Linked DNA regions of Zea mays: all the other regions are linked to region 1. The links are chromatin contacts, called in public Hi-C maps. All regions are on one chromosome and are shown on one strand. Each heading gives the region's core, a stretch centred on a gene start, on an enhancer-like site or on the middle of the called end of the contact. The rest is flanking DNA. Distances are from core to core; before and after follow the strand shown. Region 1 holds the start of LOC100282359 (ubiquitin-activating enzyme E1 domain-containing protein 1). Region 2 holds the start of LOC100281479 (protein binding protein). Region 3 holds the start of LOC107548104. Region 4 holds the start of LOC111258512.

The links. A called contact is a pair of places that touch in the nucleus more often than the background predicts.
Region 2: a contact with region 1 is called in a Hi-C map of ear, with 4 times the contacts expected there. The contact joins the promoter of LOC100281479 here to the promoter of LOC100282359 in region 1. A contact is called at or near these places in 6 of 25 Hi-C or Micro-C datasets (bundle sheath, ear, leaf and 2 more).
Region 3: a Hi-C map of leaf mesophyll shows a contact between it and region 1, with 5 times the contacts expected there. The contact joins the promoter of LOC107548104 here to the promoter of LOC100282359 in region 1. A contact is called at or near these places in 3 of 25 Hi-C or Micro-C datasets (ear, leaf mesophyll and tassel).
Region 4: a Hi-C map of leaf shows a contact between it and region 1, with 2.3 times the contacts expected there. The contact joins the promoter of LOC111258512 here to the promoter of LOC100282359 in region 1. A contact is called at or near these places in 8 of 25 Hi-C or Micro-C datasets (bundle sheath, ear, leaf and 2 more) and 1 of 3 datasets of contacts at active chromatin or transcription factors (leaf).

What each region holds. Positions count from the first base shown.
Region 1 is chr5:166,891,260-166,897,781 of Zm-B73-REFERENCE-NAM-5.0, reverse strand. It overlaps LOC100282359 (ubiquitin-activating enzyme E1 domain-containing protein 1), which reads right to left and starts at 2,691. Exons shown (of 14, transcript NM_001371854.1): 1 at 2,510-2,691; 2 at 2,340-2,405; 3 at 2,112-2,225; 4 at 1,520-1,648; 5 at 1,282-1,350; 6 at 735-881; 7 at 586-622; 8 at 1-48. The coding sequence starts at 2,596.
Region 2 is chr5:166,558,328-166,564,849 of Zm-B73-REFERENCE-NAM-5.0, reverse strand. LOC100281479 (protein binding protein) reads right to left here and starts at 4,025. Exons shown (of 1, transcript NM_001154397.3): 1 at 1,311-4,025. The coding sequence starts at 3,862. The coding sequence ends at 1,823.
Region 3 is chr5:167,191,305-167,197,826 of Zm-B73-REFERENCE-NAM-5.0, reverse strand. It overlaps LOC107548104, which reads left to right and starts at 2,755. Exons shown (of 2, transcript NM_001323021.1): 1 at 2,755-3,256. The coding sequence starts at 2,845.
Region 4 is chr5:167,148,207-167,154,728 of Zm-B73-REFERENCE-NAM-5.0, reverse strand. It overlaps LOC111258512, which reads right to left and starts at 2,427. Exons shown (of 1, transcript NM_001357042.1): 1 at 1,372-2,427. The coding sequence starts at 2,384. The coding sequence ends at 1,875.

The DNA.
Region 1 (6,522 bases), core at 1,442-3,941:
CAGGAACCAGCAGTTGTATATGACCAGAAACAGCATCTTCTGAGACACCTGTACATACTCATAGAAGTTATCTCAGCATTGTACCGTCACTAACACTGAGTTTAATAAAGAATGGGCTGTAAATCTGTAGTCCTGTAAGCTTCAAAGTTTAAACTTGTGTATATATTTATGTGGATTACAATTATATGCTGATTTCCAAACAAATTATGTGAAGCACTGATCTAAACTGTATAACTATGTCAAACATCCTTACCAAAAAAAAAATAAACAGTAACACAGTAAAATAGAATCCTGACAGAAATCAGTTTCCCTTGTGTGCCTTGAAAAAATTAGCAATGCACAAGGTTAAACTGATGACCAAGTATCATGGCTGAAGGATACTGATGACTAGTGACATAAAACAAGGAGAAAACACTATACAAGTGATGCTGGTTTGGCACATTTGAGGTGTGATTAGGGTATACAATGAGATACAATAGCAGCATTGCGCAAGAAAAGTAGGAAAAAAGCATATTGTTAATTGTTCATTAATAGGAATGCGGTTTCTGGAAAATTTTGTGTCAATAAATGTGATTTACAACTTACCAGACTCCATCCACGTCTGACCAAGCTCATTGCATGCCTGGAAAGCAGATAAAAATAACAAATAAGAAAATTCCTACCAATGAACTGCGCATAATACATGACTAAGGCACATGGAGGGACCAAATAATTTAGTTGAGTGCACAAATCACCTGATTTACAACCATACGAGCTTCATAGTTATCGACGCAACTCAAGACAAGATTAACTCCAGTGCTACGCTCATGAGAACTTTGTGCTTTTAAACTTGCCAAAAATGTTTCGAAACCTTTGACTGTAGTAATATTCAATGAGTAGCTCTATAGTAGAAAAGAGAAGTTAGGATCTGTTTTCTTATAAGTAGAAGGAATCAAGGAATACAATGGTATTGCTACTCCATCCAATACGGCCTAAGAAAAGAAATCATGTCTGCTATTTTGCTTGTCATAAGGCAATGTACCAAGTTGGAGTACGTAATAAAGATAGTAAAGAGGAAACAGTACAACAAAAACTTCTAGTTCTATACATATACAGTGCAAGATGAATAAGTAATGGAAAGTAGAAAACATTAAGAATAGTTAGTTCAACAAAAATTGCACACCCTAGATCCGTCACCTCTACCAAAAACTAATGATGCTCAGAATCTAATGAAATGATTTGGTTTACTGATGTAGGAAAAAAGGCTAACAGATAATATTGATACTGGCCATAGTTGCTCACCTCCAACACAACATCAGGATTTATTCCAGAAAGTGTCTGTACAGCGGCATCTGTTTTGGTCATTCCAACCTAACAAAGTATAAATGGACTGAATATAGTCATGGTCTGGTTTGAATTATGTTCTTGCAATCTTGCAGAACACTGAACTTAAGTACTTCAACATGAAAAACGTCTTGGTGTAAAACAAACAACCACAAAAGGTAAGGCAAACACATAACATACTGTCCTCGTAGTTTACCTGTTCTGGGCGAAAGAACAACCTATTCATGTTAGCCAACTCGACCGTGTCGTAATCATACAACAACAGTCGTCCAATTCCACATCTAGTGAGCATCTCCGCAGCAACACTACCAACGCCACCTATGCCCTGTAAAGAGAATGACAATGAATCAAAGGTTTGCTCTGAGTTGAATTCCCCCATCTATGTGTGTTAAATTATCTTTTCATGTATGATGTGATGAAGCTACGAATTCTGCTGTTTCCCAACTTTGAATTGTTGTCTTAAATACATCAACATGCAAAAATAACAATAGCTCGATAGCTGGTTGTTCTAAACGGGCATTATAACTATATTTTCCATATTAACCACATAGTACATGGTATACCTAGATCGATCTCAATACAGATAAAGATACTCTAGTTCGCATGGTCCGAAGAGACCCTTGAGCCTCGTGATATCTCAATGACATTTCCAGTGCATACTAGTACCATGGAGAGGCTTCCTCTACTCAAGGATGGAAGTAAATGCCAATTTCGAAAATCGAAATTCCATACTGATGTAACTAAGTTTGAAGAGTATCAGTGTTAAACCAGGTGAGTAGGATGCTTACAACGATGGCAACGGAGTAGTCCCTGATGCGCTCATAATTCTCCACTACGCCCATCCGTTGCAACGCCATAAGTCTGCTGTAGGGATTGTTGTCCACCACTTCTGCACTCATGTCCTGCATCCCAAATTTCGCGCAAACAGAGTAAAATTCCCGATTTGTTCAAAATTATGGCACTCAATCTGCACAGGGCAGAGCGCCTGAAACGCGGAAATCAGCATCAGATCGTACCTTAATCTTGGATCGAGAAGCGGCACCGGCTGCCGGATTCATCATCGCCACTAGCCGCTCCCGCATCTAGCAATCAGATGAGCCGGGATCAAGATTTGGAAAGGCACGGAAGAAGAGGAGATTGCTATAAAACTGCCGAGATCCATGGTGCACCCGGATGGGAGGGATACCCGATCGATGGTGGAAGTGAGGTCGTCGGGATGCTGCTTGAGCGCGTCGAGGTCGCGGAGCAGCGAGCAGAGCTGCTCCATCTCCATGCTTCTTCACCGCTCTCCGGCGTCTCCGCTGCTTGCTTACTGCTATCAGTGCTATGCTCCGCCGCCGTGGGTGGCCGATGAAAGAGACAGCCGCGAAGCAGGAGAGCTGGTCTCAGGTGTCAGTGTCACACACTCACACCTATGACGCGTTCCACATGACGTGGCAGGTCCCGTTTGGTAGCTCGTGGAGCTCTGGCTCCATTTCTGGCCGATTTTTTTAAACATTTCGTTTAAAATTTAAAATTTTTGGGAAAATATAAAATCAGAAATAAAAAGTATAAGATAAAAACAAAATATTTTTCTAAGTATTCTTATATATCTCATAATTAATTTTAATTTTTTTAAAAGCCAATTAACATTTTTTTAAAATAATAAATTTCATCGTCCTAAAATTTGCATTTTAAATTTAAAAACATGTACACTGAATTTTACCGAAAAAACCGAAAACCACCGAGAAACACCGAAAATCGCCCTGGAAACATCGAAAACTGGTCGATAAACCTAAAAACCATTTTTTGAATATGAAAATAAAAACTAGTCGTTTTAGGGAAATGTGCTGTTGGGGGCCTTCGTTCTCCGAAGGTCCTCAAAAACATGATTTGACAATATCTTTCAAGTGAAATGTATGAACAGATATCTTCGGACCCAGATTATGAACATGAAGTACGATCAGGACGAAGCTTAAGCTAGACGAAGGAGGATTGAGATGAAGGACGGGCTGATCACCAAGCCGTACGAGGGATGGTGCATAGCCGAAGCTATGCGCAGGGGAGCTTCGGCATAGTGGCAGAAAGGGGAACCGACTTAAAGATGAAAAGACTACTTAGGCTTTGACAGATCCTCATAAGTCATTAGCAAATTGTAACACCCGGCTTTAAGGGACAAAGCCGGGTGCATCTCATACATGCGCCAAAGAAGACAACATATATAATAACAGAGTGTATAGAGATAAATGTCACAATAATCAGAGTACTTATTACATAGCGGAAGTCTTACAAAATAAAAGAAAACAATAAGTATAAAATGAACTAAGGATCGTCGGCGCCAATGTCGACTGAGAAACGCCACCTAGATCAGATCAAACTCCTCAGTGTTAGGCGGCTCCTCTTCGACCACCTGTTCTTCTCCTGTGGGGGGGGTGTGAGACAGCAAGAGTGAGCTCACATACGTTCATCGCTCCACAAGTTGTGGGGAATAATGTGGCATGAACTCACCAAAGGTGGGAGTTCATGAAGTGTAAGGCTGATCAATGGAATAAAGGCTGAGGCTGAGCATTGCTTTTATAAGTTGGTCAAAATTTTATTAGCAATTACTAAGTGTAAGTAAATACCAAACCTTAATAATAATAAAGAAAAGTAATAGTAAAATAATCCCAAATGCGATGCAAATGTCAAATTAAATTTAAGTTCCATATTTAATCATGTGAGGGTCCGAGCCGCTCTTGACCGTGAGCACGGCTAGTATACTAGTTTTACACTCTGCAGAGGTTGCGCATCTTTACCCACAAGTCGTGTATCCCATGTCGCCTGGGTTTGCAAGGCCCTTAGACACTACCGAGGTGAATGGCTAGGGATCCACTACGAGGCCTTTACAAAGTTCCACTAGCTTCCGAAAACCCGCTACAGTTTATAGGAAGATCCAGTACAGGGTTCCTGGCTGACAGCCATCGCAGCAAAATCAACCAGGGACCTCCCCGCACTGACCTCTCCCTACTGCCCTTGCCCCTTTCGGGTAAGGTAGTCTTCCACTAGCTTTCCTAATTAGTCAGCCAAGGGCGTCCCATTAAACCCTTGTGGTAGCACTGTTTTCCCGGGTGGTTCTCCATGTTCCCATTAACATAATGATCTTATCATGAACATAAAATAATGAACAGATAATAGAAAGTGTAGTCATGAGTCATAAATATCTTTATACCCAAATCCACATAAAGCAATAGCATGTACTACCCAAAAATTTAGTAGTAAAACCAGTGGTGAAACAAGGTATAAAGATAGTCAAAATCTAGGGTATCCTATTGGGTCCCATCAAAATTAACCTATGCAGATCATTATGAATAATAAGAACATGAATAGGTAAAAGAAGTGATCAAGGGCACAACTTGCCTTCCACGAGCTCCTGCTCAGCTATCTCTACTTGTTGAACCTCAGTTTCCACGGTGGCTTGCTCGTCTACTCGCATCAATACAATTCATACATAGCATAGCATAAATTAACATCACATCAAACATGCAAATAGAATATACAGTAGTAAACTAGACATTAAAATAAGATTACTGGAACTGGAATCATTAAATTTGGAGTTATATATTTTAAGTTATGGATTTTCTAAGGTTTTATGCATTTAATACAAGATTAAGTGAAAGAATAATTTTAATGTGTTTGTCATGTCAGAACAGAGGCACTAATACGTAGACAATATTATTACAAAAATTTAGGAACTGGAATGAAGTGATTTGGAGTAAAAATGGATTTTCTATGGTTTATACAAGTTTCTAGATTTGTTTTTGTATTAAAAATGAATTTCTGATATTATTTCTCTGTTTTTAAACTCCTCTGGACTGGGCGCTAAAATATGAAAAGTGCAGGGGTCTCGGTGCAAGTGTTACCGAGACACAGAACAACATCCGCATGGACGGCGGGTTGAATACTGGAAACTAGGGGGTTTATTTTGTAAATGTCACGAGGTCGAAGGGGTATCGGCCAAGCACGACCATCCGATTAGAAACGGACGACGCTGATTGGATCGGATCGGACAACACCCACGACCACACATGTCACCGTCGGATCTAAAATTCAGGGCCAGATCTAATACACGCGCACACCGATTAGCATCCGCCCGAGACCAGATGGACGGACCGGATGACTCCCGCGAATAGGTAAGGTCTGCTCTAATCGCCACCGTCCAATTTCCATCTGACGGCGCGAGACCATCTTCCCCAACCCAATCGCTACCGACGGTGGCGCCGCTCTGGCGGTCAAGTCTCGCCGGCGACCCCCACTGGCCGGTGATACCGAGCGCTGCCCCCCCCCAATTCTACAAGCGCAAAATGACAAGGATGGCCGCGCGAACACGGTGGATGCGTACTCACCGACGATTGTGGCGCCGAGTCCCTTGGCGACGGCGAGGTGCGGAATCGGGGCGTCGCGCGAACGACGGTAAGAAATTGGGGTGGAGCTGGTGATTAATCACAGGTAGCGCGGCCACAAATGTCTCACCCTGAGCCTGGGGAAGGTCTCCAACCACACCGACGATGCAAGCAACGACCAGGCTAGAGGCTCCCCGTGGCGGGTCTTCCTCCCCACCGCAGCGGTGGTGGTGGTGGTTTGCTCAGGGGAAACAAGGCACACGCGAGGGGGTAGAGAGGAACGGTTCACGGGGCGCTAAATAAGTCACGAGTGGTGGCCGAGAGCTCCAGAAGGTAGGCGCGAGCTGGTCAATCCCGGGGGAGTCGCGGCGGTGCTTTCTCCACACTCGGTGATATGGCGGCTAGAAGACGTTGGCGCGAGGTAGCAGGGGGAGTGGTTTTATCCCCCAACGGAGGTGGACACCGAGCCCAACAGTCCGCACCGCGCGCACAGGCGAGGACCCGGCGTGGACTCCGGCTTCTGTTGAGCAGGGCCGACAATCGTGGGAGGTGGGGGAACGAACTGACAAACGGACCCGCGTTGCCAGTGACTCATGGAGAAACGTCCAGCGCGCGCGTGAAGATAATGGGCCGCACGGAGGTAAAGAAATCTGGGGCCAAAAGTGATGTAGCCGGCCCAGTAAGCGAGTTTGAGATTTTCCTTTTTCTTATTTCTTTTTATTTTGCGAATTTCTAGTTTTCTAATGAATTTGAATTAGTGATTTGAACTTCATACCTTCATGTGGCTAATTAAACCTTATTATGAATATTACTATCTCCTTTTGAGATAATCACTTATTTA
Region 2 (6,522 bases), core at 2,776-5,275, 330 kb after region 1:
GGATAGATGTCCACGTCCATGTGCTCCCGGATCTCGAGGCCGGTGATTTGGGGGGAAGCAAAGACCCAAGAGCGAGAGCAGACGACATGCATCCATGTACTGAGCGGCGAGCACGAGTCGTCGCCCGGACCAGGCCGGTGTGGATCTCGCGCGGCGCCCGCGCACGTCGCCGCCCGCCCCCGCCCGGGACCATTGCGCCTCCCCGTCTGCTGATCTGCGGGATTCCACTTCGTCTCTGCTACTGTTGCTGGGATCGTGGAGGCATGACGATAAATGCAGATCCGGGTGGTAGACGAGGAGGAGACCCACCAGATGGAGATGACCATGAAGATTGTGGCCAAGCACTAGGTGGTGCCGTGGTGGTGATGGACCGTGGACGGTGGTGGCCATTGGCCAACACTCGGGGTCTTGCGTTATCAGTAATTCATAATTGGGCTGGGCTTTGACTCACTCGAGTAGAGCCTGTTGTTTTTGCTGGGTCCTTTCTAGCACGATCGTTTGTGGCCCGGCCCAGTCATGGAATAGTAGGCCCACACGCCACACCGACTCCAGCGCAGCCGCCCACCCAGACCCAGCCCACGAGTGTAATACTACTGAACCTCAACGATTTTACTAAGAGGCAAAGTACAAGTATATATTATCAGGAAAAGTAGTGACTCAGTCGTTCCACTAATGATGCAACTCTGCTTCGACCAAATCTCCCCACTTGGGGGGACAGAACGTTGTTCGAAATCCGAGATAGTATGACATCCTGCAGCTCATCTTGCTGTCTAAGGCAAGCTTCAAATAACGATACTACTATTAGTATAATTTCCAATCCCCATGCAACCAAACAAGCCCTAAAACACTCTGCAGTGAACTATAACTGCACTCTGATTTCCAAACTCGACAATGGTAGGGGGGCCATGTCGATCCATTGGATCCCCTTGATAAGTTGATATCACTTTATTTGAACATGAGACCCCTTAAAAACATCCCAATTATGGTAAAGACATCACAACTATGGTTTTCCATGTATTCGGGCCAACCAGGTCTCAAACGCAGGGCCTCTCATTTCTTTTATGCCAAATTGATTACATGTATAAACAGTGTCCTAAAAGCATAAATAATATTTTAGGACGTGCGAAAATCCACGGATACTTCAACACACTGCTTGCAGCATGCGCCATATAAATTAAACTTAGCTATGAAAAAGTAACGCGCGGTAACAGAGAAATGATTTACCATCAAAGGCTAAATGGCAGAGTTCCTTGCACAAGGTGCCCAGAAGTCACAAGTCAAGTAAAGAAACAATGAAGTCAGAGCTGCCACTAGTGTCAAGAATGACTGAATGAGCTAGCTGGTAAACTTTCTTTTTTTTCCTATATTTGCAAGTACAAGATGAAAAAAAAAACCTTTTTTCTGTTTAGCATAACATATTTGTCCACCATCATCAAAAGACTACGGCTGCACAAAACATGACTAATGTGGCAGCCCCTTCAAAAGAAAGAAAGAAAGAAAGAAATGTGTCAACCCCAATTGATCGAACCAAATAATTCCCTTGGACACTCTTTACCCTACCTAGTAGCAAATTGCCTTATGACTAATGTGAACTAGTCAGCACAGATTGCAATTCACGACAGGACAACAAATGTACAGCATTCCTTAGTTCACACTATGCAGTAGTAAGCATATCAAAAGGTTCACATCTTGTATTACAGTACTGTAGTGACTACTATGGGAACAAGCATCCAATCAACAGATGCGCTGTGTACAAAAGTTCATCAATATCAACCCATCAAAACAAAATCGTACCTGCAACATGGATCCGGCCAACCACGAACTATGCTCTTCTCCTAGAGTGATTGGCAGACACTGGTGATCCCTCAAATAAATCGGATAGCTGGCTCTCCAAATCTTCCGGTGTGTACTTTATATACTTTCCTGGATTTCTTCCCCCGTCCACTTGATTGCCATATCTGCCCAGAAAAGCACGATAAGCTGGAATCACGTTTTCAGATATTGATATCTTCAGTTCTTCCCGGAGCTGAGGATCTGGAACTTTCCAGAGTGTCTGGTTCCTGTAAATTTCCTCAAAGGCCATGTTGAAGTTTTTGAACCTTTCCTTGATGGACATCCTCGAACTTGAATGCCCACTGCCGCTGCCACTGCCACTGCCACTCCCACTCCCACTGCCATGTCCATCTTCCTTGAAATAAGACAAAGGCTTCGTCCACGAAACCCTTAGGTAGCTCTTTGAATACTGTCGAATCTTGCCACTCCGCCTCTTTATCCAGTGATCACCCAAAACCTTCCCCAGCTCTGAATCCTTTACCTTCTGAACAATATAGAGCAAATTGTTCATGGCAAATATGCACTCCAGGGCAGCATCGTCATAGAGCTTAGATTTTTCCTCCAAATTGGCCTCCAGGTAAGATATCAGCTTCAGAAGACGCCTTCCAAAAGGGGTCATTCTCTCCAAGTGTTCCTGATCCTGATCATCAGAACTTCTGAAAGTATCATGATCACTGCTGTCATCGGCCAAGAGTGCATCAAGTGTCTCACTGTAAACAACCAGCAACCTCAAATAGTTCATGACATAGCGTGTCATTGGGTGGATCTCTCCAGCTGCCATCGCCCTCCTTGAGGTCTCCTGCTGTAACATCTTCCCAAACTCAAACAGGTTACCCCTCACGGCATCCCCAAGCCTATCAAGAATGGCTTGCACGTCACTGATCACGCCATCCCCAGAACTTCCTATGCACAAGTCCTTCATTTCAGGGATCACCTCTGCAAGTGCCTCATACATGTCAAGGATCCGAGGGACCTTCTCTGGCGAGCGGGGGCACACCGCCACGGCACCCCCAAAGCTAAGAATCTGCATAATGCATCCTTTGGTGGACTCAAGGAAGCACGCATCCATAAGTTCATCAGACGCATCGAGCACCTGGTCACAGAGGCGACGCTCACCAGCCAGCAGCACGCGCACGACCGTCTTGACCCCGTGCACCCACTTCTTCATCTTGTCGTTGAGCAGCTTCCACTCGATGCGTTGCACATCGTCGATGCTGAGGCGCTCGACGCCAAGCACGGAGAGGTACTCGTCGAGCAGGTCGCGGCGGATGCCACAGTAGGCGTCGGCGAGCTCGCGGGCGTATCCCGCGCGCGCCATCCGGTGGGCGATGGCGCGCAGGTCTTCGACGGCCTCGGGGCGCACGGGATCGAACACCTGGTCCTCAAAGGGGTTAGATCCGAGGGAGGCGCCGCGCGCGGTCTCCGGGCCGGCGGGGGTGGCGTCGAGGCTGTGCGGCGTGGCGGCGTCGAAGTCGGGGCAGGCGTCGAGGTCGTCCATGGACTCGAGCGAGAGGCGGCGGAGCGAGAAGAAGAGGCCCGTGGGGTCGATGGGGACGGCGTGGCGGACCATGAGGTGGCGCAGCTCCTCCTCGAGGCGCACCATGGCGAGCTGGACGGCGACGCCGGCCCGCGCGCCGCCGGGGCCGCCGCGCGCGAGGTGGTCGATGGCGACGTCCACGGCCGCGAGGTACTGCGCGATGTCGTCCTCGGGGGCCTCGAAGACGAGCGCGTCCGGGGTGGCGTCCCAGAGCTGGATGAGCTGGTCGGCGGCGTCGAAGGAGGCGGCGGCGGCGGAGATCTCGGAGGCGGAGGCGGCGGTAAGGTCGGGGGAGGGGAAGAGGTGGTCGTTGGTGATGGAGGAGAGGCGGTTGTCGAAGCCGGAGAGTATGCGGATCATGTCGTCAGCGGCGTTCTTGGAGGTGGCGAGGGACTTGACGATGTGCTGCGCTGCGGCCAGGACCTTGTCGCCGCCGGCGGAGGGCGACTCCAGCTCCTGCTGGGGCGGTGGCGGGGGCACCGACGACGACATCACCGTCGGTCCGCTCAGTCTCGAGGTCGGGTGGGGATTTTTGGAGCCCGAGGCGGAGGTGACTTGGGAGTTACGCCGTTGCCGCTGCCGGCCGGCTGCCGCTGCCTTTGTTTGACCGCTGCGTTGGGTCCCTGCGGAGTCTGGGGAGTGTGTGCGCGGTCGGCGCTGCGTCACCGGGAGGTCAAGTGTGTGTCAGTGCCATTTGTGTGACTCCATCTATTCCTCGGCAGTCGGCACTGCCAACCACACTGCTATCACCAGAATAGTACTTGTAAAAGAAGACGCTGTACTCTGGGCCGGCCGTGCCACTCCGACAGACGGTGCTCCGTTATTTTTAAACGAATTCCCTCGATAGCATAAATCATTTATACCGTCGCTATTCTAAAATAATTTATGCTTTCTCCGTCCAAAAAAAGTACGTAATATTAAAGGATTCAAATTTTATTATAAAATAATCATTATTTTCATTTCTCAATGCATAATTTTCTTCAGTCAACACATTTTTTTGTTCTAATGTAGCTATATCTCTATTTTCTGTCTCCCTAAATTTTCGCGACTAAACCTAAAACATCAACTGTTTTTAGACCAAATAAGCATAGCTTTTCTTGACACCATTCGAATTGTTCATTTCCCTTATATTTGAAATTTGCCTTTCCTTGCATTCCACTCCCACCAAAAATGCTGTTATGTTGTTTTAAAATAACTATGTTGCATCAATTATTGTAGAAAAATTCCTGAGTCTTGCCGACAAATAGAGTGTTGGAGGAAACTGAGGGTGTTTGGTTTTGAGGACTAAAGTTTAGTATGTGTCACATTAAACATTTAGATGTTAAATATAAGTATTCAATATAGTCTACTTAAATATAAGATGAAGAGTAAATAATAAGACAAAAAAATTTAAGCCTAATTAATAATCCATGATAGATGAAGACTAAATAATAAGATAAAAATTTAGCCTAATTAATAATCCATGATTAGCTATGTTTGTTGTAGCATTATGTTAACAAATCATGTACTAATTAGACTTATTACATCTCACTGGCCTCTGACTCGCCAGCCCCATCGTTGTGCCCCAACCGCGATGTCGCCTTTACCATCCCTCGTCGACAAGCGCTTCGAACCGCTGCCGCAAATCTCCATCGCCCTGGGCCTCTTCAAACGGTGGGGCAAGAACAACCGAGGGGAGGAGAAGGCGTCGTCGCTGGCGATGCATGGTTGAACAGCCGAGAGATAGGAGAGGAGGCGATTCGGATTCATAGTTTAGTTTTATAAGGCGATCTGGATTCCAAGTTTATTTTTATATTGGTTATTGGTAAATAGTTTGTGAGATATTAAGGTCGATGATAAAATATATATTGCTTGGCTAATATTTTATCAAATATTTATGTGTCGTCAACGTACGGGTACTATACCAGTAGAGTTTTAAAGACAAAAAAATCACCAATGTTTGTTCATTAGATTATAATACACAAGATAACATATGCATGTCCGGGCTTTCAGTATAGGATAATACTTTATGTCTTGCGTGGTGGATTTGCTCTCTTTTTATGTCGACAGTTACACGGTAGATGCAGACAATATATCTCTATCGAAAAAGGAAAAGAAATAAAAACCATGATTATATGTCTTGCTCACGTCTCCCTTCTCTCACCGGTAAGGCAAGAATCGACTTACGATTTGATAAAAAAAATCTCTTCCACCAGTTCATAATCCCAGCCTCCAGAGATAGGATCTATGAGCTCAAATACATGTGCAACCGAGCTGGTACCTCATGGTGGGATTGGACCCATTGAGAGCTTGTTTGTGAGTAAGATGATTCAATGAAATTGGAGAGACTAAAATTGTTTTTATTTAAAATTAAATAGTAAGTCAATTTTAGCCCTCTAATCCTCTTTATTTTCTTTGCTGCGAAAGGGCCTCTAGCTGAGTTGGTTAGGTGGTCTGAGTAGCACTCCTCAGGTCCTGGGTTCGACTCTCCGTGGGAGCGAATTTCAGGCTGTGGTTAAAAAATCCCCTCGTCTGTCCCATGTCAAAGCACAGGTCTAAAGCTCAGCCCCAGTCATGGTCGTTGTCACATGGGCTTTCGATGCCGCTGTGTATGGGTGAGGCAGGGGTTCAGTGGTTTTCTCGACATGTGTGAGAAGGTCTTCTTCTTAATATAATGCTCGGGGGCTGTCTTACTTTTCGCAGGTCGAGTTTTTTTTCTTTGCTGCCAAATATATCCTGAGAAATCCCTAGATAGCCAAGGACCCTTCCAAACATTTAAAATACTAGTGTATTGCCGCACGCCCTGCGCGCGGTGTTAAATCCGTTTATGTGATCTTAATTTATACATAAATAAGAAACAAAGAATGTACTATCCACTTATTGCTTCTTCCAACGACTCATCATCGATAAATCTCGTCATGTGCCTTTAGAGTGATGCTAGATGCCAGCAAATATCAAATATTGGTCCTATATCAATTTCACAGTTACTATGATAACATACCTTGTCAGAAAGTGGGCAACTTAAAGGTCTTCCTTCTACCTTTTGAGCTATACAAAATGGAAAGTTTCATGTGCATGATGAGTACGGATGTGATAATGGAAGACTAAGAATAAAGTCTAGGTGGTGTTTACTTTTTTGCATGGACATTTAAACTAATGGAAACCTATTACTA
Region 3 (6,522 bases), core at 1,506-4,005, 300 kb before region 1:
CATCTCATCTTTGCCTTTTGGGAATAGAGACAGTACCACTGTACCAGTAGAAAAATGGCGTGGAACAAAAAAAATGGTGGCACAATACTTTCGGGAGTTGGGATAGTATAGCCACATTTGGAGAACAAATGAGGTTAAAACCGAAGTGGCTAAATTTAAGAAGTTAATTTAGAGAATTGTTGGAGAGGTGTTTTTAGCCAAACTCTCTAAAATACTGATTAGAGAAGTTTTTTAGAGAACTATTGAAGTTGCTCTAAAGAGATGGGTTATGCAGTGATCTGAACTCTTGGATTTAAGGGCGTGTTATGTGTGGGTACAATTTGTTTAGTGAATTTAGGAAGGTTATGAGTGTGAAGGAAATTTAGTTACGTGGGTTTTACAAAGTTGAAACTGGTTGAAACTGATTAGTTATACATGGTTATAGGTTAAGTTATTGTTGTCGTCTTTTTGCTAAATACTAACGATCCCTAGGAATGTAGAACTTTGGGGAGTTTTCTCGAGCTGGCGGATTGTCCATGACGCTGACAGAAGAGCGTCTGTTGTAGGTCACTAGATGGTCTGCGATTGGGCATTGAAACGTTCATGATAGTATAGAGAACTCTGGTCTTCTCTACATGCACACGGACTGTCCATGTGTTGGCGAACCATTATGTGCAGAGGGTTTCGTGTTGAACCTAGATCACGTCTTTTAGGAGGGATCTATTAGGGAGGAGAGATAAGAGAGATAGTAGAGTTGTTTTAGGATTAGCAGGCCACCTAAAACGCTTCTATACGACATGGAGCTGAAGAGGTGAATATTGAGATTGGGTAACTACAACTAGACGGACCTAGGGCATACATATACTTAAGTAATGTAAATAGATTGGTTCGATTGGATTGGGGTATACATATAATTAAGTAATGTAAATAGATTGGTTCAATTGGATTGTGTATCTTAATCGGTCGTGCCCTTTCTTATTTAGGGGAGGAGGTCTGGACCTTATCCTAAGCGAAGTAAATATAACGCAATAAACGAGCAATATTTCGCAACAAATCCACAAATCCAGACTCTCGCTCGAACTAATCTAATCCCGGACGGTCCTTGCTAACAAGTGTTAGAAATATGTCCTAGAGATAATCATAAAGATGAGCATATTTCTTTGTATCCATGATATATATTGTTTAATTGAATATCCATGAAAGACACCTTGTATTAATTAGCAATTATGTAAATTGTTTGTGAGATTCTTTACTTGTATGGTCATTCTAAATGATGTCCCTAGTTAGAGTCGATGACTAGCACATGTATTAGTTGATAACTACATTTCATAAGTCATGGACATGGAGATGTTAAAGTAACAATGTGGGCGCATGTATGACATGAGGCTGACCGACCCAACATGAGATTGTAATATAGTTCTCTTTTGCAACATGTATATTGTGTCCTTATACCTGAGATTGTTGTATGTTCTCAAGATGTGAATTGACTTACTTAGGGACTATTAAACGCTACTCCGTAACTTGGTAGTTATAAAGGTAGTTTTGGGTTTATCAGGAATCATGCTGAGGCATGGTCAGTCAAGATAGAATTTGTCCCTCTCTTCTTGAGAGAGATATTTTTGGGCCCCTCAAGTGATTGGATCAAGAATTGCATAGCCGTGCCAGGGTTAAGTGTTAACAAATGAAAGGATTCTAATTCACGTTATCGAGAAAGAGAGGTCAGCTTAGAGCCAGACCAAATATCGTGAGACAAAGGGAACATCATGTATGTATTGTTGCAATGGTTCGTCTGATATGATCTTTACGTGCGCATAGGAGTTGACATGTCTTGCTAGAGGCCGCTGTCATTTATTGGGCCAAGTAAGAGTACTTGGGCCATGTCTATATGTATGTGAACCTATAAGGTCACACACTTAAGGGGAAGGAAGCCTAACTCTTAGATCCAAAATTAGACAGAACTTTAGGGTTACTGATGGACTTTGGAGTATGAAGCCTGAAAGTCGCCTAAGGGGGGTGGATAGGCGGAAACTGAATTTTACAACTTTAAACACACTACAAGCCGAGGTTAGCGTTAGAATAAAATCAGAGTCTGGGAGAGAGGGGAAAACAAATCAACCAAGAAATAAAGCGGATGACCCAGTGATTTATTTTACGGAGGTTCGGTTCCAAAGAACCTAGTCCCCGTTGAGGTGATCACAAAGACCGGGTCTCTTTCAACCATTTCCCTCTCTCGAACGGTCACTTAGACCGAGTGAGCTTTCTTCTTTGAGATGGCCATGTATAGTCGGCCCATGTTACAGGGTCCTGTCCCGATCGTAGGCCGCCATGCTGGCAGGGCTGATGGACCGCCCATGTTTGTAATTGATTACGCTGTAATGACCCGTCATAACCCACCTAGGGGAATATTCTAGGGATAACATAGGTAACTGAGGGTACACTCGTCTTTGGCGAGACAGGGTCGGCCCTCGGTTACCTATAAATATCCCTATACTGTACCATTGCGGGGGACGGAGAAAAACACTGTTGCCCTTAACACATTGCGTTTATTGGCATCAAACCGTTTCCCATTCTCCCACCGTTTGAACTTGGCTGACCATATGTTAAAAAGTCACAATATATACCTCGATACTATTAAATGGGTCGTATCTCGGACCGACAGTTACGACCCATTTGACCGTCTATAACTGGACCACACATTCACACTGCGCAGGCCAATTTGAACGTAACAGGCTAACAGCCCAGCCCAAACATCCGGCCCACCAGATGGTCGTGAGTGTCCGCACGAACCCATCACACGCTCCGCCCACTCCCCCAGGCGCACGGCCGCACCTCTCCACCTCCGGCGACTACCACCAGTCCACCACCATGGCGGCCACCTCCCTCGCGCGCCTCTCCCGACGCGCCACCATTTCCGCTACCGCCGCGGCGCCCTCCCTCCGGCGCCTCCTCTCAGTAACCTCCACAGCCTCTGTCGCGGCATCCGCCCCGCCGCCGCCGCCCAGCGCGGCCGGCGCCGCGGCCGTGGGCGCGGATCGGGTGCGGTGGGACTACCGCGGGCAGAGGAAGCTTGTTCCGCTGGGACAATGGATGCCCAAGGTGGCCGTGGACGCTTACGTAGCCCCCGAGGCCGTGCTTGCCGGCCAGGTCACCGTCCACGACGGCGCCTCCGTCTGGAGCGGCGCCGTCCTGCGGGGGGACCTCAACAAGATCACGCTCGGCTTCTGCGCCAACGTACAGGAGCGATGCGTCCTCCATGCCGCATGGACGGCTCCCACAGGTAATCGTCATCACTCAAAATGCTAGATCTGGTTGCTAGGCCTAGGACTGTTTCCTGAACTCCTTACGTGATCTAGGACGCAGCGGGACTATTTTTGTTTCGGCTCTGTAGTGAAGAATCGGGCGTGGCTTGTAATTTGGTGATGCCTTTCTCAGCTTGATCCTGAACTGAACCATTGTGTATTTGTGTTTCTGAAGAGTTGACCTGAATGATTTACGAATTTTGTGTGCAAATTGGAATTGGTATTTGCTCTATTCCATGGTTTCTCTCGTATGAATTGTTACTGTGTGCCGGTTCTTATGGAGCTTGGACCGTGTTTCCATGATTCTTTTCTCTAGTTAGTGTACTTAGCTACAAGTAGAACAATGCTCTTGTAGCTAGAGCTATCCAATTACACTAGCCACGTTAAGTTAATCTCTGACTCATTTAGGGCCTGTTCTGTTTGATCTCAATCCATGTGGATTGAGCGGGATTGAGTGGGTTTAAATCCCAAACAAGTCAAAGACTCAAAGTTCTTCATATTTTTTTTCCAATCCCATCCAATCCACGTGAAATGGGAATAACCGAACAAGCCTTAGATGGAAAAAAGGGTTCATGTTAACTAGGCTGCATGTGAGTGTGTTTACAAGCTGTTTCATGGAAATCTGAGGTGCACTTAGCTGTTTTCAATCTATGTATTTTACTGTTTTGTTATGCTAAATATCGAAGTTACTATCTTTAACCCATTCAATGAGGCAATGAGCCACAATCGGTTTTGTTGATATACCATTTCTTCTCACATCTCACAATAATTTTCTGATAGTAGTGATGACCCTTATTGGAGCTTCCATGTACTACACTGGTCCCTGAACTTGTATTGCTATATGATATCAAAAGGTACTTTACAATTCGAGGGAGCTATGTCAGACAGCTATGGAAGTTCGGTTTACTCTTTTTCGTAGTACTGAAGAGTTTGGTTTACTCAAATATTGTGCTAGTTGTGTCACTCTTCTCACATGGGCCTCATAACTATTAGATGTGTCCATTTTTTTTTGGCATTTTCTGGTTTGTACTTCTATTGCCTGTGGCACAAAGCTCTCATCCCCTGCGTCACTATCACTCTTGTTTCTTGTTGTTCTGCAAGTCTCTTCACTGAACAACCTTAACTTTCCTCCACTACAATAGAACTGATTCCGGTTGGGTTCATGTTCATGTGGGTTATCTCCAAAGAATTCCTCCTTCAACCTTTTTTTTTTTCTAATTCGTGGTAAATAAGAATATACTTTTTCTGCTCATTAGGTCTACCCATAAATATTTCGTAGTAACAGATAAAACTTTCTCCTCTTGCACCTTGTTTACCCTTATCTAGTTCTTTCATCTATAACAAAAGGAATTTTTAGTACCTGAAATTCATCATTACTCTGTTCTTTGCTTTCTATACAGAACGATCCTTATACGGGACAAGCACATGCTGAATGGGCTTATCAATATATTCTTTTGGCTCTGTCACTTAATGCCAATATATGTGGATCAGTGTTTCATCAACATCAAGTGGGAAAGGCCTAAACTGAGGCCAGAATGAAAACACTAACCGGAACAGCAATAAAACAGATCATCGTAATATTTTGATTGTAACGAAACCTTTGGTTTTTGGATGCTTTAGAGAATATTTTTTCTTTAGGAAGGGGTCACCATGGTTACTTCATTGGAATTTCTGTAGTAGAAATACTAGTAAACCAGTTTCTGAGATGATAAAGATGTTTGACGGATCTATTGTTTTAGTTGCTTATTAACATGAGGTCACCAGCATCAGGCAACTCGAAGTACAAATTCAAGGTTTTATTTTTTTTCCTGATTCCTTTGTGCTTATTAACATGATTCCTTTGTGCTATATTATTAGTAAGCCTGTGTAGGCTTTTGAATGGTGTTGAACAGAGTTCCATAAATTGTTTTTTTTCTCGAATGAGAGTTCCATAAATTGTTCCATAAGATTTTGCTGACTTCTTACCTGGAACACATCTTAACAATTTAATTTGGCTAATGAGAATATATGCAGTTTCACATGAGTAACCAAATTAAACTGTTATTGGTGACTTAACATTTAGCTTTTATAATGTTAGTTGAAGTTTTAGATTCTGAGCATGGTAACCTCGGAAGTTTGTGCATTCTAGAATCTAGAATGAACTGCTATGGATTGCTCCCCATGAATGATACTGTGCAGTGTTTTTACGGCTTCTCCTAGGCGACGAGGCGCTTGCAGGGAGTAAGGCATCCTTGATACCTAGCCAAAAGTAGCAAGATATCCATGGAATGGAGCCTGGAGGCAAAACAGAGGAAAACTATAGGGAAAGGCCATGCAGCTGCCTCCTTGCTCATCTCCACTAAATCTGGTGCTGCCTGGGTCATCTGCAACTGAGGCGGCGGTTGATTGAGATGGGGATCTGAAGGAGAGCGGAGGGCAGGCTGAGGGTGTGCAGCCAAGAGCATCACCGAGGGAGGGAGAGTGGTGCTGCGCGCCTGCACCTGTGTGCGTGGTTGCATGAACTGAGGGAGGAGATGCAGCAGCGCTGCATGTGGCTTGTGGCTCACGGTCGCTGCTGGACAGCTGACCGCCTAGCAAAGAAAGGACTGCCTCACCCTCAATTTTGTACCCTGTGTGATCAAGAGGAAGAGACACTAAACCATTTGCTGGTCTCCTGCGTTTTCTCACGGGAAGTCTGGTTTCAGATTATGAAATATGTTGGGTTGCAGCACCTTGCTCCTAACCTTGAGAGCTCTTCCTTGGAGGATTGGTGGGGAGGAGTTGCCGCACCTCCTGCTGATCCAGCATACAAGGGGCTGCACAAGGGCTTGGGCTATCTGGAATCACCGCAACCGTTGTGTATTTAATGGTGTGCAGCCTAGGTTCAGCATGGTCATCAATTGGGTTAAGGATGAGTCTCATCTCTGGTGTAGGGCTGGAGCCAGTATGAGTCTCATCTCTGGTGTAGGGCTGGAGCCAGTGATTTATCTAGCATCCTTATGCTCCAGTGAACCCGTCGGTAATCTTTAGGTCACGGGTCTAGATGTCTTTTGTTGTTAATTGTCTTCCTATAATCTAGTGTATGTGGGTTTGTGTGGAGTTGTACGAGGTTTCTTTTTGCCTCACCTATTTTTCTTAATATAATGATACACAAATCTCCTGCGTTTTCGAAAAAAAAGATGACCTGAGAAGGGATAAGTACAAGAGGGCACTCGCGGGCTAAGGCCAATCACTTATATTTTCATTTGCCCTTTTCTGGTTTGTC
Region 4 (6,522 bases), core at 1,178-3,677, 260 kb before region 1:
GGACATTCTCCTACTGGACATTCTCCTGCCTCTGAGTCATGGCACTTCAGTAGACTGTTGCTAGCACTTGCGCCTCTTCCTCGATCTCGTCCTCTATATGGATTGTGATATGAACCAATCATTTGGTGGCGGTGAATTGTAGCAACGGCGGCGGACCGGCGACGACTGTTCGGCTAGCAGCAGCTAGCAGAGAAGACCGGAAGAAATGCCACCCCATCCAAAAATCACCTCCCCACCAGGCGCACAACAACTGCGGCGGTGGCTGCGTGGGAGGCGAGGGATTTCCTGGTGCTTCCTCATCAGTGATCTCTTGAGTCACTACTGGTCTTTGATCATAGAGAGTTCAGATTTGGTCCCACATGAATTATGATATGTATTGTGTACTCTAAATACGTACTGAGAATGCAATGTTGAAGTGCTTACGCTAAGGCCACCGCTCACCGGTCTTTTTTATCTCTAATTTTTATTTTGAACTCGGCATAATCTATAATGCAAAACAGTGTTTTGTCCATCCATATAATTTTAGTCTTAGTTGGAGATCTTCAAGATTGATTGTTACAGATCCTAAACCTAAATAGTAAATACTACTCCCTCTCCGTCCTAAAATAAAATTTTTTAAAAAAATTAGAAGATTCATACAATAATTAATGTATATGTTATATATATATATATATGTCTAGATTCATTATTATCTATTTTAATATAGACCTAAAAAATCAAATTAAGAACGGAGGGAGTAAAACTCAAACTCAAGAGACCAACGCAAAGAAATGATAAAAAAGGAGAATTAGGAATCTGTAGCGGCACAGTAAGATCCTTTCTGCCGATGGAGTGCCGACATCTTGGCCTGGCATTGGAATTGGCGGCATCAACGCACTGTGCGCGCCACGTCTGTGTCTTCTCTTTCAGCTTGTAGGCCGCGGCTGTTCATGGGTAAGAGTGATGCATGGCTGAGGAATAACACCGTTGTGCAGGAATCTGCTGACGCGCTCCTGTCTGCATGCCCCTCCATCCCCTACTCCTACTCCTGCTCGTCTGCTGATCTTTTACAGAGGGCTGCTATTCACCCTTCATTTTCTGAATGCCCAGCAGACTGTGTCACTACTGGCTGCCGACTGCCGTACGTATTTGACATGCATCATGGTCCAGATCTGGCCTTGATGGTGGATATGGTACGGCAGCTCTCTAAGGTACTAGTCCAATCCAACGTTTTGGAATTCCTATTAGTTTTCTTAGATATATAACGGAAGGATCAAGGGTCCGTTAGGTTTTCACGGAATCGTTCCTGGCCGACTTGCTTCACTAATTTATATAAGCTTTGATCAGCCGAAACAATTCCGACAAACGGACTAAGGATATGTCCCACTACATGCCCACAGAATGGAACTTTATATTTCATATAAAACACAGACAGAATTGACGAATTACAATCTAACCACCCTGGATTCTTTCTTTGTGAGAGGTCCCCCAGCAGAAGCAAGCAAGCAAATTAAAGGCAGCCAAGAGTGAGGCCAGCCAGCTTAGCTTATCCTTCCAAACTGTACAGAGCCCTACTAGCTAGCCAAAGCTAATCTGCTGTCTAGATTCCCTTTCCTTCTCCTTTTAGGCTGGCTCAAACGATGCGGTGTGTATTCTGCAAGAAAGCAAGAGAAGAACATCGATCTGTCTTTTCCCTTTACCTATGGTGATGCGATCGCAAGCCTGCATTAACTCATAAACAAAGTTCTTAACACAGCTAACGAATGTAATTAATACTAGCTAGTAGTACAGGAGTACTATATAGTCACGGTAGCTATATATAACAAAATAATTAAGCCAATAACATGCATGCATGGCGTGCTGATGCTGATTATATATAGTATTATATATTATTACTAAGGGTGGAAGCGCTGCATGCAGGCGTGGCAGGTGATCTCGAGCGCGGCGGCGGAGGCGCCAGCGGCGATCCGGCGCGCGGCCATGGCCTTGACGCGCTCCACCTTCTCCACCTCGCCGCGGGCGCGCTCCCAGATCGCCCGCGCCCGCGCGAACTCGCGCTCCGCCAGCTCCAGCTCCCGCCGCGCCAGCTCCTTCACGCGCTCCGCGTACGCCCGCTCCGCCGACGCCATCCGGGCCTGCTCCGCCGCCTGCTGCTTCAGCGCCTGCACGTCCGCCGCCCTCTTGCTCTGCTCAGCGGCCGTCGCCGTGCGGCCTCGTCCTGCTTGCTCTGCCGCATGTGGCGTCGGTGGCCCAATGCTGATGGACAGGCTCAGGTCCAGCTGCGGGTGGTCAGAGGGGCTGCTGGCCGCCGCCGGCCGAGGGGCGTGGAGGAAGGCAGCGTTCAGAGGCGTGGTTGTGGGGAGGAGGAGAAGCTGGAGTTCCTTCTCGCCGTGCTGGGGCTCCATGGCCGCTGAGAAGAGGCGAGTGAGAGTGAGAGAGCACTGCAGAGGGGCAGTGCAGTGGTGATCTTTCGGTGTCTTGGGCTAGCTGTTGCGCTGTTGTGCTAGTATGGAGATCTTTATACGATAACGTGGATGTTGATTTTACCAGAAGGCCCTTGTCGTTCCTCGCTGATGGCCTGCTGCTACTGCTATGCACGTGGACCCCTCATGCCATGGAATGTCGAAACTTTCTTGCTGTTCGAGGTATATATGTCACCAGCTCACTTCTTGACTTCTATCAGTGAACAAAGTATATCTATAGAGATATGGATCCGAGCAGGCCTGCCGTGATATACTCGCTCATGCACAGCACCGGCCTAAAAACTTTATTATAAGGCTCGAGCCAGACCGGATGAGAACACCTTTCTCAGCTCAATTTCTCATATCAAAACCAAATGTGCAAGTCACAAATGCATGTTTTCTTTGACAAAAAGCAAAACAAATAGATTTAACCTACACAAAGAAAACCTTGAGGTTAAACGCATGTATATCTTTCTTTTGGAAGAAGGCCGAGTCCCCGTCACAGTCTCACAAATGCAAATACACGAAAAATATTCAAAGCCACAAGAAAATAGGCTTCAAACTTCATTCATAATTAGAGCTATTTAGTGCAAATGGTTGCCTCTTTAAAATCCCTTTTAGGTAAAACTCACATCTTATGATAAAATCACTATAATAATAAAGAGAAAAAAGTACAATCCGCAAATCAAATATTCATAACTATTACAATAATTAAATATAGCCATACATACCACACATTATCATCAGGATATGCATGGTATCAAAAGCCTCTTGAAGCTCCAAATACTCCATTGTATGTTGATCTTTTGCATCCCATTGCTCCAAGTATTTCAATAATGATAACATCTCCATCATCTCAGAAGCTAGATAAAGGCAACACTCGTCGATGATCCTATCAGATAGACGCTATACAAATTATTGTTGACGCCAATCACTGCGATATGTACCGACGACGATGCTCTCTGCAAAAGCGCGGACAGTCCACGACTTGGTGCAGAGGCTAGGGTTTCTGCTGACGAGCTAGACAGTCCACGCCTGATGGTCGGACGATTCACGTGTGCGCAGAGGCGACCGAGTTCGCCAACAACACCTGGATCTCGCTCCCAGGAGCTAGGGACCCCGTCGGGGAGGAGAGATCCTAGGGTTTGTCTTGGGATTGTCAGGCCAACCAAGACGCCTCTATACGACATAGAGCCGTAGAGAGGTGAATATTAGAGGAAGAAAACTATGCTTAATCCTAGGGCAAAAGGGAAAGAACAGAAGATAAATTGATTGTTGATTCGATTGTTGGTGTCCGCAATTGACCGTACCCCTTAAAATATATAAGGAGAGGTATGGACCCATTCCAAGGCGTCTCCCAACAGCAACCGTGGATTTAGAGTGATAAACTCGTGTGGACATGGATTAGTTGCGCCTGATTCGATCTATTCACGGACCATCCCCGCGCTGGTCACTGTAGCACCCTGAAAATTCGAATATAGAATTTTTTTCAAACTCGTTTTAAATTTAAAATGAATTTTTAAATTTTGTTTAAAAATGTTTGTTTGCAAGTTGATCTCAATAAAGAAAGTATAGTGGTCTATTTTCCTCCAAAATTCTCTTCAAGATACCCTACAAATATTTACTTGAGAGCATGTACAACACGTCATGGAATCAAGAGCCAGCCAGAGTACGACGGTCGTGAATTCATCAAGCATGGCACAGAGAAGTGTGTCGTGACTGTTTACATTGGATCTAGTCTGCACCATGTGGAATTGGGTGTCACTGCCGTGAGGCGCAGATTCGAAGACACATGCTAAGTCGTCGCCCACAAGGCATTGAGGGCCCTGTGTCAAATCTATGAAGAGGAAGTGGTCAACACCCCGCTCAGATTCTTTCCGTCCTTTTAGAGAGACCGCCCCGTTTGGATGGCCAAGATGCGTGCCTTTGAAGGGCAGCAACTGCTGGAGGACGACTATATAGTCATGTACCCCACAATATACCTGCTTACCCTGGATACGCAGTATAATCTCTTGGCTCGACACCACCGTAAGATGATTGCCCGAGCATAAGATGTAGAGAGGCGCAATCGTTAGCTCCATGTGGATCTCACCACAGCTCCACCTAATGCATCTACCTTGGAAAGTTGTAAAGTCATTGATGTTGAAGCCCTAGAGAAAGCTAAGGACAAGCACATCCAGAAGTTGATTGAGGCCTACTTAGTCACCCACAACAAACGTAGAGCCCTTTGGATCCAAGAGCCCGCTTCATCCAACCCAGTTCAACCCATGAGAGCTGAAGAGCCCTAGATTCTGCTGGACCTCCCAGTCTCTATAAAATAAGAGAGGAAGGCTTAGGAACTCCCAGAAGGGGCCATAGTCCTAGAAGGAATACCAGTCTCCCCTCAGATTGTGGATAAGCAAGAGCATCCCAAACCCTCCCAAGATCCACTACCACAATCGTTTGAGCCCCTCACCATGAAGAAGATTCCAGCACCCACCCTTGAGGTCAAGGAAGAAGCTGCAAGCACCCCACTAGCACCACCACCCTTTGAGGTCACCTTGGAGCTACAAGAGCCAGTCCCACTTGGAGAAGAGTTCGACTCCATCCTTTCATCTCAGTCGCCGCCAGAAGAAGTCATCAACATTAGCTCCCTCTTGACCCATCCAGGGGATGTCTCAGAATGAAGTTGTGCACCAGCGTCGCCAGAAGAGAAGTTGTCGGGTCCGAAGTTAGTTATGCCTAGTCCTCAGCATGCATTGGACAGTGAAGTTTTTCTTCACTTTGGCCAGAGCCCTGCATGTATGAGATATAACCGTGTAGCCACGTGTTTTGAAAATCTCTAATTGTGTGGCCCCTAGGGCATTTTAAAATGAGTTATGCTTGATGTTTGCTCCCCTTTTGTGTACATATGTGATGCTTTAACATTAATGCTCGTAAATCACGTTTAGCGTAGTTCTTAGTTTTAGGAGCCGAGCAGTAGTAGTTACGCTTAGCCCTCGAATCCGAGTAATTCATGCTTTGGAAAACTCTATTCCTCTCCCATTCAAAGCATTTGATTTGTTTGTGCTTGTCATTGCCGGGCTTGTGTGTTCTTTTTTCACAAAAAGGGTTTTCTCTAAAAACATAGATCACATATTAGAGCTAATCCTCACCTTATGCTTTCATTCTCCTCTTAACTCATCTCAAGAGAAAAGCACCTTACCCAAGAAGATATCGAGAAGCTTATCTGTCACACCCAGTTTTAAAGGACAAAGCCGGGTTGCATCTCATACATGCGCCAAGAAGACAACATATATAATAACAGAGTGTATAGAGATAAATGTCACAATATAATCAGAGTACTTATTACATAGCGGAAGTCTTACAAAATAAAAGATAAATATAACAGGATCTAAAATCTATCCTTGGCGCCAGAAAGTCAACTGGGAGACGCCACCTAGATCGAATCGAACTCCTCGATACGTGACTCCTCTTGAACCACCTGTTCTTCTCCTGTGGGGGGTGTGAGACAGCAAGGGTGAGCTCACACATGTTCATCGCTCAACAAGTTGTGGGGAATAATGTGGCATGAACTCGCTAAAGGTGAGAGTTCATGTAATGTGTAAGGCTGATCAACAATAGGGGTTAAAGCTGAGCATTGCTTTTAATAAGTTGGTCAAATTTTATTAGCAGTTACTAAGTGTAAGTAAATACCAAACCATAATAAATAATAGAACAAAACTAATAATAAACCCATGCAAATGCATATGACAATTTGAGTTTAGGTTCCATAATTTAATCATTAGAGAGTCCTGAGCAGCTCATGACTACGAGCACGACTAGTATACCAGTTTTACACTCTGCAGAGGTTGTACCCTGTACCCATAAGTCGTGTATCCCATGTCGCCAGGGTTAGCTAGACCCTTAGACACTACCGAGGTGAATGGCTAGGGATCCACTACGAGGCCTTTAACAAAGTTCCACTAGCTTCCGAAAACCCGTTATAGTTTATGGGAAGAGCACTTGCAAGAATCCCTCGTCTGACCGCCATCGTAGCAAAATCAACCCGAGAACCTCCTTGCATGCAATCCCCTACTACCCTTGCCCCTTTCCGGTAACG